4 separate regions of the Mus musculus genome follow, and regions 2, 3 and 4 are each linked to region 1. Evidence: chromatin contacts called from public HiChIP or PLAC-seq and Micro-C data. All regions are on one chromosome and are shown on one strand. Each heading gives the region's core, a stretch centred on a gene start, on an enhancer-like site or on the middle of the called end of the contact. The rest is flanking DNA. Distances are from core to core; before and after follow the strand shown. Region 1 holds the start of Arhgef19 (Rho guanine nucleotide exchange factor (GEF) 19). Region 2 holds the start of Plekhm2 (pleckstrin homology domain containing, family M (with RUN domain) member 2). Region 3 holds the start of Sdhb (succinate dehydrogenase complex, subunit B, iron sulfur (Ip)). Region 4 holds the start of Ddi2 (DNA-damage inducible protein 2).

Region 1 (2,700 bases), core at 46-2,545:
GGCGTGTCGAAGGCAAGACTATTGTAAAGGAGCCTGGCCAATCCTTGCTCCACTCTAGCGGGCGGGGCTTGAAAGGGAGGAGCCAGGACGTGGGGGCAATTAGGAGGCGTAATCAGCCAGATGTGGGTGGGGCCAGAGTCCAAAGTCTTACTGACCTAAAGCAGCGCCTCTTGATGGACCGCCAGGACCTCTCCTTGAACTTGTTAGGTACCACAGCGGGCACATTCCACTGGAGCCAGGCTGCCAAAGGCAGGAAGATCAGAAGGAACTGGGGAAAGGGGACCAGAAAATGATTAATCTTTCTGTTTAGTTTTGTCCAGGCAGAGTCTCCTATGTAGCTTAGGCTGGCCTCAAACTTACTACGCAGTCCAGGCTTGATTTGAGCTCGATTTATAGCCAAGGATGACTTTGAACCCGTGACCTTTTTGTTTCCACCTTCTGAGGGCTTGATAACAAGGATGCAGCTTGGCAATAATTTTTTTTTTGAAAAATATTTATTTGGATTTGGAGAGATGGTTCAATGGTTAAGAGAACCGCTCGTGCAGAGGACCCGGGTTAGGTTCCTAGCATCCACATGGTACCTTACAACTGTCTATAACTCCATCTAGGGCATCTGACGCCCTTTTTTGGTCCCTGTGGGTACTAGGTACATATGTGGTGAACACGCAGGCAAAACACTCATACACATAAAGAATAATAAAATAAAAATTTAAATACGATTTCCTTTACATTGTATGAATGCTTGCTTGCATGCACGACATGCATGCTTGGTACCCACAGATGTCAGATGAGGGCTTCGGATCCCGTGGCAAACTGGAGATAGAGAGAGTTGTGAATGTGGGTGTTGGGAACCTAACCCAGATCCTCACAAGAGCTGCCAGCTCTCTTAACTACGGAGCCGCCTCTCTGGCTCCTTGACAATGAATGGTCACATTGACCTTGTCCTAAATCTCCTTCTACAGCAGGTTGGCCAGTGTCAGACCCTGAACTCAACGATGCTTGCAAATCCCAGACAGACGCTCAGCCTACCTCCCAGGGGATGACGAAGCCAGATGCGCGGCCAGCATTTTTCCAGTAGTTGAGGGCGAGTTCCTTCGCCGGTAGTGAAATATCTTGGACTTGGGGGTCCCAAGAGCTTCTCGGATGTGGACTCCGAGCTCTGCTCTCCTGCCTCTCCCCTCCCTTAGAAGTTGGTCCTGCGGCTTCAACCCAGACGACGCCGAACAGCTGTGTACTAGACAGACTCAGCTTCCTGCGGTTCCAGCTAGGTCCCTCTACAGTAGTCAGAGCCTCGCTCCATCCAGGCTCAACGCTCCTCCTCTTCCACCCTCAGCACCTCCTCCCCTCTCAGGCTCGTCCCCCATCCCCCGCCTCCTGGCCCCTGTCAGACCCCGCCCTCTAGGCTCAGCAACCCTCCAAGGCAGGCCCCGCCCTACCCAGGCAACCGCACTCGGCCGTCGCAGGCAGGCCCTGCACCTCCCGGGCATGCTTCACCCCTCCCGGACTTAGCACACCGTCCACTCCCAGGCAGGTCTGGTCGCACCCAGGTTTAGCACGGTGTTCCTACAGTCACTCCCCACCCTCCTCCGTGCCTGGTGGGTCTTCCACCTGCAGGGTGTGTGTGTGTAGGGGTTCTGGATCAGAGCCAGGTGAAGCGCACAGACACCAGCGGGAGGCTGGCAAATCCACTGGGCTGGCTGTGATATTCTTACCGGTACCAGGGGCGTGGCCAACAGGGACCAATCCTACAACTGTCATCCCCCATTCAGGTACAAATTTATGCTCATACTAAAATAATCTTGACTTGATATTTGCTCGGGCTCCTTTTGGGGCCCCAGGGAGAAAACCTACTACGTTTCTGCTTAATCAGCATAACAATAAACCGACTCCTACTGACGCACTGCTTGCTGTCCCGTACATCAGCCCATCGCTCAGCCCTCCTCAGAGACGCTTCTAACAGTAGATGGGAAATTAACAGAGACCCACAGCTCTTTGAGAGACTTAGGGGCACTCAGCTCTAAATGGGAGACGTTTCTCATACCCTCAAGGCTCAGGGATCTATTCCAGAGAGTGGGCAGGGAGGCTGGAAGAGCCAGAAGTGGCAAATGGATCCAGAGGAAACTGAAGTTTCCCGACTCCCGACAAGAAGATGCACATATGAACTCACAGAGACTGTCAAATGCATAAGACCCGCACAAGCTCAAGCCAGACAAAAATCCCAGTGTGTGGAAGGTAAAGTGGACATAAACTCCCACCCCTCACCAAGAGGCTATTTGCAACTGATACTGGCAGGCAAGGGGACATCAGCCTTCTTCAATGGAGTGACATCAGGTGTATCAAACACACTCAAGAGCCTCGAGCTCAGAAAGAGTTGGCCATCACAAATCTGACTCCAAGGTCTTGTTCTTTTTGAAACAGGACAGCTCTGTGTAGTGCTAGCTTTCCTGGAACTCTGGCTCTGCCTCCCAAATGCTGAGGTTAAAAGCGTGTACCGCTGCCTGGCTTGCTTCTTTTGAAAGAGCGTCAAGTTTGGTGGGTAGGGAGGGGGAGAAGTGGAGAGGTTCTGGGAGGGGAAAGAATATAATCAAAGTATGTTGTTTACAATAGCCAGGGCTGTGGTAGACATGTGCTTATCAGTCATGTGGGATGCCTTATTCACTAAGAAGCACACACACAGAATTGAAAACACTTAAATAAATG
Region 2 (2,700 bases), core at 187-2,686, 420 kb before region 1:
GAGGGAGGTGTGTCCTTTGTTTGTTTGTTTGTTTTTTCGAGACAGGGTTTCTCTGTGTAGCCCTGGCTGTCCTGGAACTCATTCTGTAGACCAGGCTGGCCTCAAACTCGGAAATCCGCCTGCCTCTGCCTCCGGAATGCTGGGATTAAAGTGTGCGCCGCCACTGCCCGGCTTAGTCACCTTCCTATTGCTATGATGAAACACCATGACCAAAGCTACTTGGGGGTGGAGGAGGGGTTTATTTGGCTTACATGTCCCGAATTACAGTCTACTGAGGGATGCTAAGTCAGGAAGTCAAACCAGGCAAGAACCTGGAGGCAGGAGCTGATGGCTTGTCTTCCCCTACGTTGCTCAGCCTGCTTCCTTATAGAACCCAGGACCACCAGTCCAGGGATGGCACCACAATGGGCTGTGTTCCCTCCCACCCCCCATCAATCACTAATTAAGAAAATGTCATACAGCCTTATCTTATGGAGGCGTTTTCTCAACTGAGTTTTTCTCCTCTCAGATGAACCTAGCTTGTGTCCCTGGTCGAGCTGACACAAAACTAGCCAAGACAGAGGGTGTGAGGGCCGATAGGGAAGAGGGCTTGTTTTGGAAGTAGAAGATACCTTGAGAACGGTGAATTGGAGTGTTGGAGAGGATGGAGGGCTGAGCTCTGGCATCAGGGCAACGTTGGGTGCTGGAGTGGCTCTAGGCGGTCCAAACCTCGGAACCCTGGGGTGTGCGTGGAGCAGTTGGAAAGGAATAGGTAGGTGTCTCTGCCAGGCCAAGCCTTGTCTCCAGAGTCTCTCGAGTATTCGGGTATATCTGGGGCCCCTTGTGGGCAAGGGTGAGGAATGTCAGGTTTGGAATGAGGGAGGGGCCCCGTCTGTCCTGGTCCTGAGTGGGGTCTTCAAGGAGTTGGCCGGGTCCTGGAAGGAGAGCCTTTGAATGTTACAGGGAAGGGAAGTGTGGGCAAGGAGAGAGGGAGCAATATCTAAGGAGCTGGGGCAGTTTTTAGGCCCGTGCAGGGCCTTGCTGCAAGGGGTTAGGGGAACGACAACACGGACAATACGGTATCTCAGAGGAGCTGGGAGGGGGCCCGGGGTCTGTGAGGTTCCCGGGGTCTTTGAGCAGGGTGGCTCTGGAGATCGGTGAGCTCCCAGGGTCTCATGAGGAGTTTGTGCAGGATTGGGAAGTGGGAGGCGAAGTCTTTGAGTCCCAGCGTGTTTGAGGTCCCGAGGCTCTGCGGTGCCGGATCTATGCGATTCTGGCTCTGTGAGGTCCTGGGTCTATGCGATCCGGGCTGTGTGAGTCCCCTAGGTCTGCAGGTCCCCGGGGCTCCGGATCTCTGAGCTCCCAGGTCTCCATCGCCCCGGGTCTCGGAGGAGGCGGGCCCGCCTGGTCGCCGCCGTCCCTCCCGGCCGGTGCTGGCGCCGCCCCGCCTGACATCAGTTCCTGCGGCCGCGCAGGGCCCGCGTCTCCTTCCCGGCTCGGCGCTCGGGAGGCGGCGGCGGCGGAGCGAGGCCCGGGCGAGGCGAGGCGAGGCGAGACGAGGGCGGCGGGCGCCGGGGCCCGCGGCCGGCACGACGGAGCCCCCGCACGGCCGGCGGCAGCGGTTGGCGGCGGCCCCGGGCTCCCGGCGTGGGAAGCGGCGGCGGGGCGGCGGCGGCAGCGCCATGGAGCCGCGGGAGGTGAAGGACCGAATCCTGGAGAACATCTCGCTGTCGGTGAAGAAGGTGAGCGGCCTCCTTCGGCCCCGACCCCCTCCCCGGTCCCCGTCGCTAGTCCCCCCCGGGTCGCCTCCATGACCGGGACCCCGGGCCACTGTCGTCCTGGCGACCCTGGGCCCTGCTGGAGAAGCAGGCGACTCCCGGGAGCGCCGCGGCCTCCGAGCTATTTTTAAAGAACAAAGTTGAGGTCAGCGTCCTCGGAGCTCCCCGGTGCCCGAATCGGCCTTGTCTTCCCGCGACTGGCCCGTGACACCTCGGGAAGGCTGCGGGTAGGACGGGGCAGGGAGAGCATCCTCGAGGAATCCACTGCATCTTCCCTCCCTCCCTCGGGGCAAAGGCCGAGAACCAGCACCTGCTGGTCACCCCAGCTGTGCCCTGCGACATTGCTTGGGGACCCACGGAATCCCCAAGTCGTCCTAACTCCAGGATGGCAGTTTAGAAAAAAGCGAGTTACAGAGCTCTGAGTGAGGACCTGAGGTGTCTAGGGTTGTAGTTTTGGAAGGTAAGCCGTGGGACGGTGACACTATGACACTTTGGGTTGGGGCTTGTTAGTATTGGTCATTGCCCCAATTCCTGGTAGGAATGACTACCTGTCAAGGGCACGCACAGGGGTGAGGAGACAGGCCAGCCTCAGAAGGCTGGGTGTGGTGATGCATCTCTGTCATCCAGCACACAGGAGGCTAAAGCAGAGTCCTGAGGTCCAAGCTAGCCTGGACTACATAGTGAAACCGAAAAATAGAGGAGTGGGGAAGATTGACTAGCCTGCCTTCATGCTTTTTCTGTGTGTGTGTGTGTGTGTGTGTGTGTAACTATACTTTAGGAGCTGTGTGTGTGTCCGTATGTAAATGGGAGAGTGGAGGTCAGAGGTCAACTTTTGAGAATTGATTCTCTCCTATCCTGTTAATTCCAGTACTCAAACTCAATGTGTAAGTTTTGGCAGCAATGCCTTCACCCACTGAAGCATTTCTCTGGCCCTCTTCTTTCT
Region 3 (2,700 bases), core at 92-2,591, 280 kb after region 1:
TCCCAGCACCCAGAAGGCTGAAGCCGGAGAATCTCTGAGTTCCAGGCCAGCCAGGGTTGCATAAAGACACTGTCCGAAAAGTCAAAACCTAACCAAAACAACACTAAAATTATCACAGGGTGGAGATTCATCTTAGCACTTTGGAAGGAGCAGAGTTCAGTTCCCTGCACGCATATGGCGGCTGATAACCACCTGTGACTCCAGTTCAGGAAATACAGCTCTCTTTTCTCCACGGGCACATGGTGCATATACATGAAAGCACACACTCATACACACACACACAAATCTAAAAAAAAAAAAAAAAAAAACCAACAAAACCCCCCAAAACAAAATGGGAGTTCCTGTTGTCCGCCTGTGAAGGACTATCCAGAAGCCCAGAGGAGGACTGAATGGTATCTGTAAAGTAAGGAGAGGCAGTTTTTCTCGCCTTTCTAAATGCTTCTACTGTGCAGCTCCCGAGGATACAGGGCGTGTGGGGAGACCTATGACAGAGCTACTACAGAATTATTAACAAAAGCAGCTCCAGGCTCTGCCTGTCATCCCATGCCAGCGGTATGAGATCAGTGCCGCTACACACCCCTGAATAAGCACGCTTCAGGGAACCGGGTCTTGCCTGCAGACTTCCACAGTACGGATCTTTCAAGGGGTCGGGGTCGCTTTCTTTCATGTCTCCCTTCCTCTGCGGGTCAAGTGCATTGCCTTGCAGAGTCCACCGCCCTCCGACCTGACCGATCCAGACCAGCCTAACCTGGAGGTGCGACCTGGCCTCCCGGGTCCCACCCCAGACACCCCGCAGGCCTCCCTTTCACACAAGCCTGGCGGAGTACAACTAGCAGGATTTGATTCTGGGTCCCGACCACAGGTCGCTCATCCTATGACCTTGACCTCTCCCTGTCCTCCTCCCAGACCTCTGTCTTTCTGTTCTCTCTTCCAACCTCCTCCCGGCCGCGCCTCTCTCTCCGGTGATGGAGAAGCGCGGAATGGCTGTCTGAAAGGATGCTCAAGAGCAGGATGCCGGGTTAAGTCCTCCCCCGAGGCCTGGACCCGGGCTCCTTCCGCCTCTCCGCGGCCTCTCTACCCAGGCAGCCTCGGTGACGGGCACGGCTCCCCACTGAACCACGGCTCCCGGGCTCACCTGCAGGCCGACTCTGCCGAGAACGGCAGCCGGGAAGCCGCGCTTCAAGGAGACCCCGACCGTCGCCGCCATTTTGGCTCCTGACGTCAGCCCCACCCCTTCCCCTCCGGCATCCCGTCGAACACCGCGGTGGGAAGCCGGCCTCTCACCCTGAGGACCGCTAGCCGCCTAAGCGCCAACGAGTGGAAGGCCGCTTCCGGTTTCTCCGAGCCAATGTACAGGAAGTGCGTGTGTGCAGCAGCGGCCCGTAGGGCGCATGCCCACTGGGCTTCCTATGTTCCTAAGGTGACCTCTGGAGTCTGAGGGGCGGGAGAGGGAAGGGTAGCGTGGAGGGGCGGGGCAGAGGCCAGGAGGGCGGGGCTTTCCTATTCTGCTGGTGGCTGTGATTTTTAACCCTTCTCTACTTGCAGTGGTGTCTGTCAATCACCTGTGACTCTTGTCTGGTCAGCTTTGTGCTAAATCTAGAGAACCTGTCAGTCCCTACCTGATTGGGACACTTGTTAAGTGACTGAAGTGATCAAAAGATGAACGTCACGTCGGTACAGAAGTTGCATGCCCGGCATATGGAGACAGTAGGAGAACCAAGCTCACCCTCCGCTACTTAATGAGGTCGAGTCCATCTGGGATACTTGAGACCCTGCCTCAAAACACACAAAACCAAAACCAAAGCAGCCAGAAAGGGTACCTAGTATGTGGCTGGTGCCAGCCTCTGGAATGCTGTGGTAAGTGAGCGAGCTGCTCACCTAATTCCTCTCTAACCCCAAGGAAGATGACAATAGGAAAGATGGGTGATGTAGCTTATAGGCTGTCCACCAAGGACCCACAGGCTGTCCACTGTCCCCAACTTCAGATCTTCCTACAGGTAAAGAACTGCAGAGAGCTGGGATTACAGCTGTGTGCCACCATGCCTGTGTGTGCTGAACAAGCCTTCTACTAACCGACCTGTGTCCTCAGATTTCGTCAGTTTCCTTAGTCACCTGAGCTGCTTTTTTTTTCTGGCACTTCTAGACAGGGTTTCTCTGTGTAGCCCTGACTGTCCTGGAACTCACTTTGTAGACCAGACTGGACTTGAACTCAGAAATCCGCCTGCCTTTGCCTTCCAAGTGCTGGGATTAAAGGCATGCGCCACCACTGTCCAGCCTTTCTGACACCTTTTATGGGTTCTCTCAGAGCCCCCCACCCTCTGACTGGGGATTTGACCACCTTGGGCAGGCGTGATCTTGGTATCCCAAGTCACTTGGTCTCTTGGGGCACCCAGTGACTTTGCTGGTCCTTGTTACCAGAGGAAGGATTTGATTTCTTTCCGCTCACCTTTGGCAGAGGAGGGCACTGTTTATAGTCTTGGGTTTCCTCACGCTGGCTCTTTTAGAAGACACTGGAGAAATTACCATGACAGGAGGAATGGCTAGATGGGGCCAAGTTTCTGGGAACTCACCCTGAATCTGGCTTCTCTGCCAGGTAGCCTCATTAAAGGGGGTGTGGAGAGGCCTGAACCCCTGGGGGTTACCTTGATCGCCCCCTCAAGGCCATGTGACCATTGACAAGTCCTTCGCCACTTTTTGACT
Region 4 (2,700 bases), core at 147-2,646, 480 kb before region 1:
CTGTTCTGCTGGAGGAGGCTCCTCGCTCCACGGAGCCAGGAGTGGAAATCCTTGTGCTTGTAGTGATCCTGCAGTCTCTGCTCCTGGATGATGGTGAAATGAACCAATTCAAGACAGATTAGCTCGTCGTAAATGCGGGTTTGTTGGGTTGGGAAGCTTCTGTCAGGAGGACGAATTCACTGGTCCCAAGGAAGGAGAGGAAGGAAGCCATATTAGTCGCCATGGGAAGGGAAAGGAGAAGAGGGAAAAGAAAGAAAGAAAGAAAGAAAGAAAGAAAGAAAGAAAGAAAGAAAGAAAGAGAGAAAGAGAGAAAGAAAGAAAGAGAATGGGGGTGGGGGGGAGAGAGAGACCAATGATATCATATATGATATGATATCTGTATTAAATGCAGAAGAGTCTCTGGGGGAAGGGCAGCTGAGTCCCTGCCAGGTAGGGACAGAGGGATGTCAGGAGAACCTTGAGCCTTTGATTTGTACAATGCATACCTCAGCCCCTAATCCAGGACTGGAAACCAAACACTCCTGAGTGCTGGGATTACAAATGTGGACCACCCTAGTGGGCCCGGGAGATGTTTTCGGATTTTTACCATTCTTGGTATCTACATCTTCTTATGAATTGAGTGGCCACTAAAATAACGACTGTTTCCCAAGTACTGTCTTTTTGTCCTGCTGAGGTTGAGCTTGGTCCTGGTAGGCAAGATGTCAACAAGGTATTTTATCTATACCATTAAAGTAAATTGTTCAGACTGGAACACTTATGATCCAGGCAGGCTTGGAATTTGCCAGCCTTCTGTTCACCCTCCTGAGTAGCTGGGATTACAGGTTTGCGCTACCAGTCCCAGTATACGGAGTAAATTCTAAACCGTACCCAGTAAACGTCCAGTGCTGGATGCAGTCTGAGAGTGAGTTAACTAAGAACTGTGCTGTGTGTGTGTGGCTGCCAGCGCAGCCATGCCAGCCCGCAGGCTGGGATGGGCCTCGAGCACAGCAAAGGATCTGGATTTTCGTCCTACATTCATTACCAAGTCGAAACCGAGTTAATATTACTGAAATGACAACTTCCATTACGAAAACTCTGTTTTAGAAAGATGTGCTTAATTTGTCTTTCAACCATTTTTATGCACACGCCATTCGCACAGTAGGTCCCCGTTGGATGACTAACTGGGACTGGGATCCTGGAATACTCCGGAGCTCAAGCATTAAATCGTGGGGTTCCCCCACCCCGCATCCCCATTCCTCCCTCCAGTCTCCCCAGCCCCGCCCTGCCCCACAGCCTAGCGTCGCGAAGGCTGCCGGCAGCCTGGCGCGCTTTACGGCCGTGGCGTTGCGACGGGGCGGGGCGCCGGGCGGGCGGCCCGCGAGCTTGACGGCAGCGGTGGGAGGCAGGCCGGCAGGCAGGCAGACGGCGTCGCAGGCGGGTGGCGGCGGCCGCGCTGGCTGCCGAGGGCGGGAGCGAGTGAGTCATTGCGCGCGTGTGAGGGAGGAAAGGAGCGAGCGAGCGAGCGAGCGAGCAGCCCGCGCCCGTCGCCCTCCCGCCGCTGCCGCCAGGTCTCCCCAGCCGCCGACTGCCTTCCGCCCAGCGCCCAGGCCGGGCCGAGTCGAGCCGGGTCGGGCCCGGGCCATGCTGCTCACCGTGTACTGTGTGCGGAGGGACCTCTCCGAGGTGACCTTTTCCCTCCAGGTCGACGCCGACTTCGAGCTGCACAACTTCCGCGCGCTGTGCGAGCTCGAGTCCGGCATCCCCGCCGCCGAGAGCCAGGTACGCCGGGGTGCGGCAGCGAGCGGGGGCCTCCGGCCGCTGTGGCCGGGGGCGGGGGGAGCTGGGGGCCGGCGGGGGCCGAGTCCTGCAGCCGCCCGTGGATGCACCCACTGCAGCTAGAGGGGCACGTGCGCGGGCGGGCAGCCCTCCCCACCTTCTGGCCTTCGGGAGCCTGGGTCCTCATCCGGGATCTCCTGACTTTCCGACCAGAAATACCAGTTTGGATCACTGGGAGAACGACGCCTGCCTGGGGTTCGCTTATTTGGACCGCTCCAATATGCGCAGTTTACTACCTGGGAGAATGCAGATTTGCGGTTGAAAGTGAGGGGAAAAAGTTTGAGACTCACTCTGCCATTGACGTCTCTGGAAATGCATACATTTTTGGTTAATTTATTATATATGTATACACACACACACATATATATATGTCATATATTAATTAAAGTAATGGTTAGGTTAACTCAGTCTGTCTGCTTCTCTCAGGCCAAAGCCCTCCTCCTTTCTGGGCCCAGTTTAGTTGGGTCAGTTCAAAGCTCAGTGCTTTCGAAGGATATTAGCTTGAAAATGGCCTACTGTCTGAAGACCCCCGAGGGATTCGGCGGCCAGGAGTTCAGCCTTCTCATGTTTTAACAAGAAAATATATTCTCAAAATGCTTTGGTGTCCTTAGTAGACTTCATCAAACAATAGGTGGACTATTTTGTAACCTTTGCACTAAATCCCTTAAGATTCTAACCAAAGTGGCCCCCGCTGGGTGTAGTCTAAACACCAGAAAATTATAGACAGCTCCCAAGGCCCCAGAATGTAAATCTTGATTTCCTTCTGCAATTATGAAATAGTTCCAAAAACTGTTGCCCAACGACTGCCTGTTCTGTCCTGACTTACGGTAAACTCTGCGTGTCAATATTGTGTTCAGAAGTACCATTCCTTCACACAATGTGAAC

What was found. Hi-C and Micro-C count contacts between places; a contact is called where the count stands out from the background. HiChIP or PLAC-seq counts read pairs in DNA pulled down with a chosen protein or histone mark.
Region 2: a contact with region 1 is called in an H3K27ac HiChIP or PLAC-seq map of microglia, with 4 times the contacts expected there. The contact joins the promoter of Plekhm2 here to the promoter of Arhgef19 in region 1. A contact is called at or near these places in 2 of 115 datasets of contacts at active chromatin or transcription factors (astrocytes and microglia) and 1 of 9 other capture datasets (adipose tissue).
Region 3: a contact with region 1 is called in a Micro-C map of embryonic stem cells, with 2.4 times the contacts expected there. The contact joins the promoter of Sdhb here to the promoter of Arhgef19 in region 1. A contact is called at or near these places in 1 of 484 Hi-C or Micro-C datasets (embryonic stem cells) and 2 of 115 datasets of contacts at active chromatin or transcription factors (embryonic stem cells and pancreatic cancer cells).
Region 4: an HNF4G HiChIP or PLAC-seq map of pancreatic cancer cells shows a contact between it and region 1. The contact joins the promoter of Ddi2 here to the promoter of Arhgef19 in region 1. A contact is called at or near these places in 1 of 484 Hi-C or Micro-C datasets (liver), 4 of 115 datasets of contacts at active chromatin or transcription factors (embryonic limb bud, large pre-B cells, microglia and 1 more) and 1 of 9 other capture datasets (adipose tissue).

What each region holds. Positions count from the first base shown.
Region 1 is chr4:141,238,200-141,240,899 of GRCm38.p6, reverse strand. It overlaps Arhgef19 (Rho guanine nucleotide exchange factor (GEF) 19), which reads right to left and starts at 1,295. Exons shown (of 18, transcript NM_001379647.1): 1 at 1,030-1,295; 2 at 156-268. C630004L07Rik (RIKEN cDNA C630004L07 gene) reads left to right here. Exons shown (of 2, transcript NR_165245.1): 2 at 963-2,700.
Region 2 is chr4:141,662,882-141,665,581 of GRCm38.p6, reverse strand. Plekhm2 (pleckstrin homology domain containing, family M (with RUN domain) member 2) reads left to right here and starts at 1,436. Exons shown (of 20, transcript NM_001033150.2): 1 at 1,436-1,721. The coding sequence starts at 1,662.
Region 3 is chr4:140,959,912-140,962,611 of GRCm38.p6, reverse strand. Sdhb (succinate dehydrogenase complex, subunit B, iron sulfur (Ip)) reads right to left here and starts at 1,341. Exons shown (of 8, transcript NM_023374.4): 1 at 1,136-1,341. The coding sequence starts at 1,207.
Region 4 is chr4:141,722,115-141,724,814 of GRCm38.p6, reverse strand. Ddi2 (DNA-damage inducible protein 2) reads left to right here and starts at 1,396. Exons shown (of 10, transcript NM_001017966.2): 1 at 1,396-1,758. The coding sequence starts at 1,621.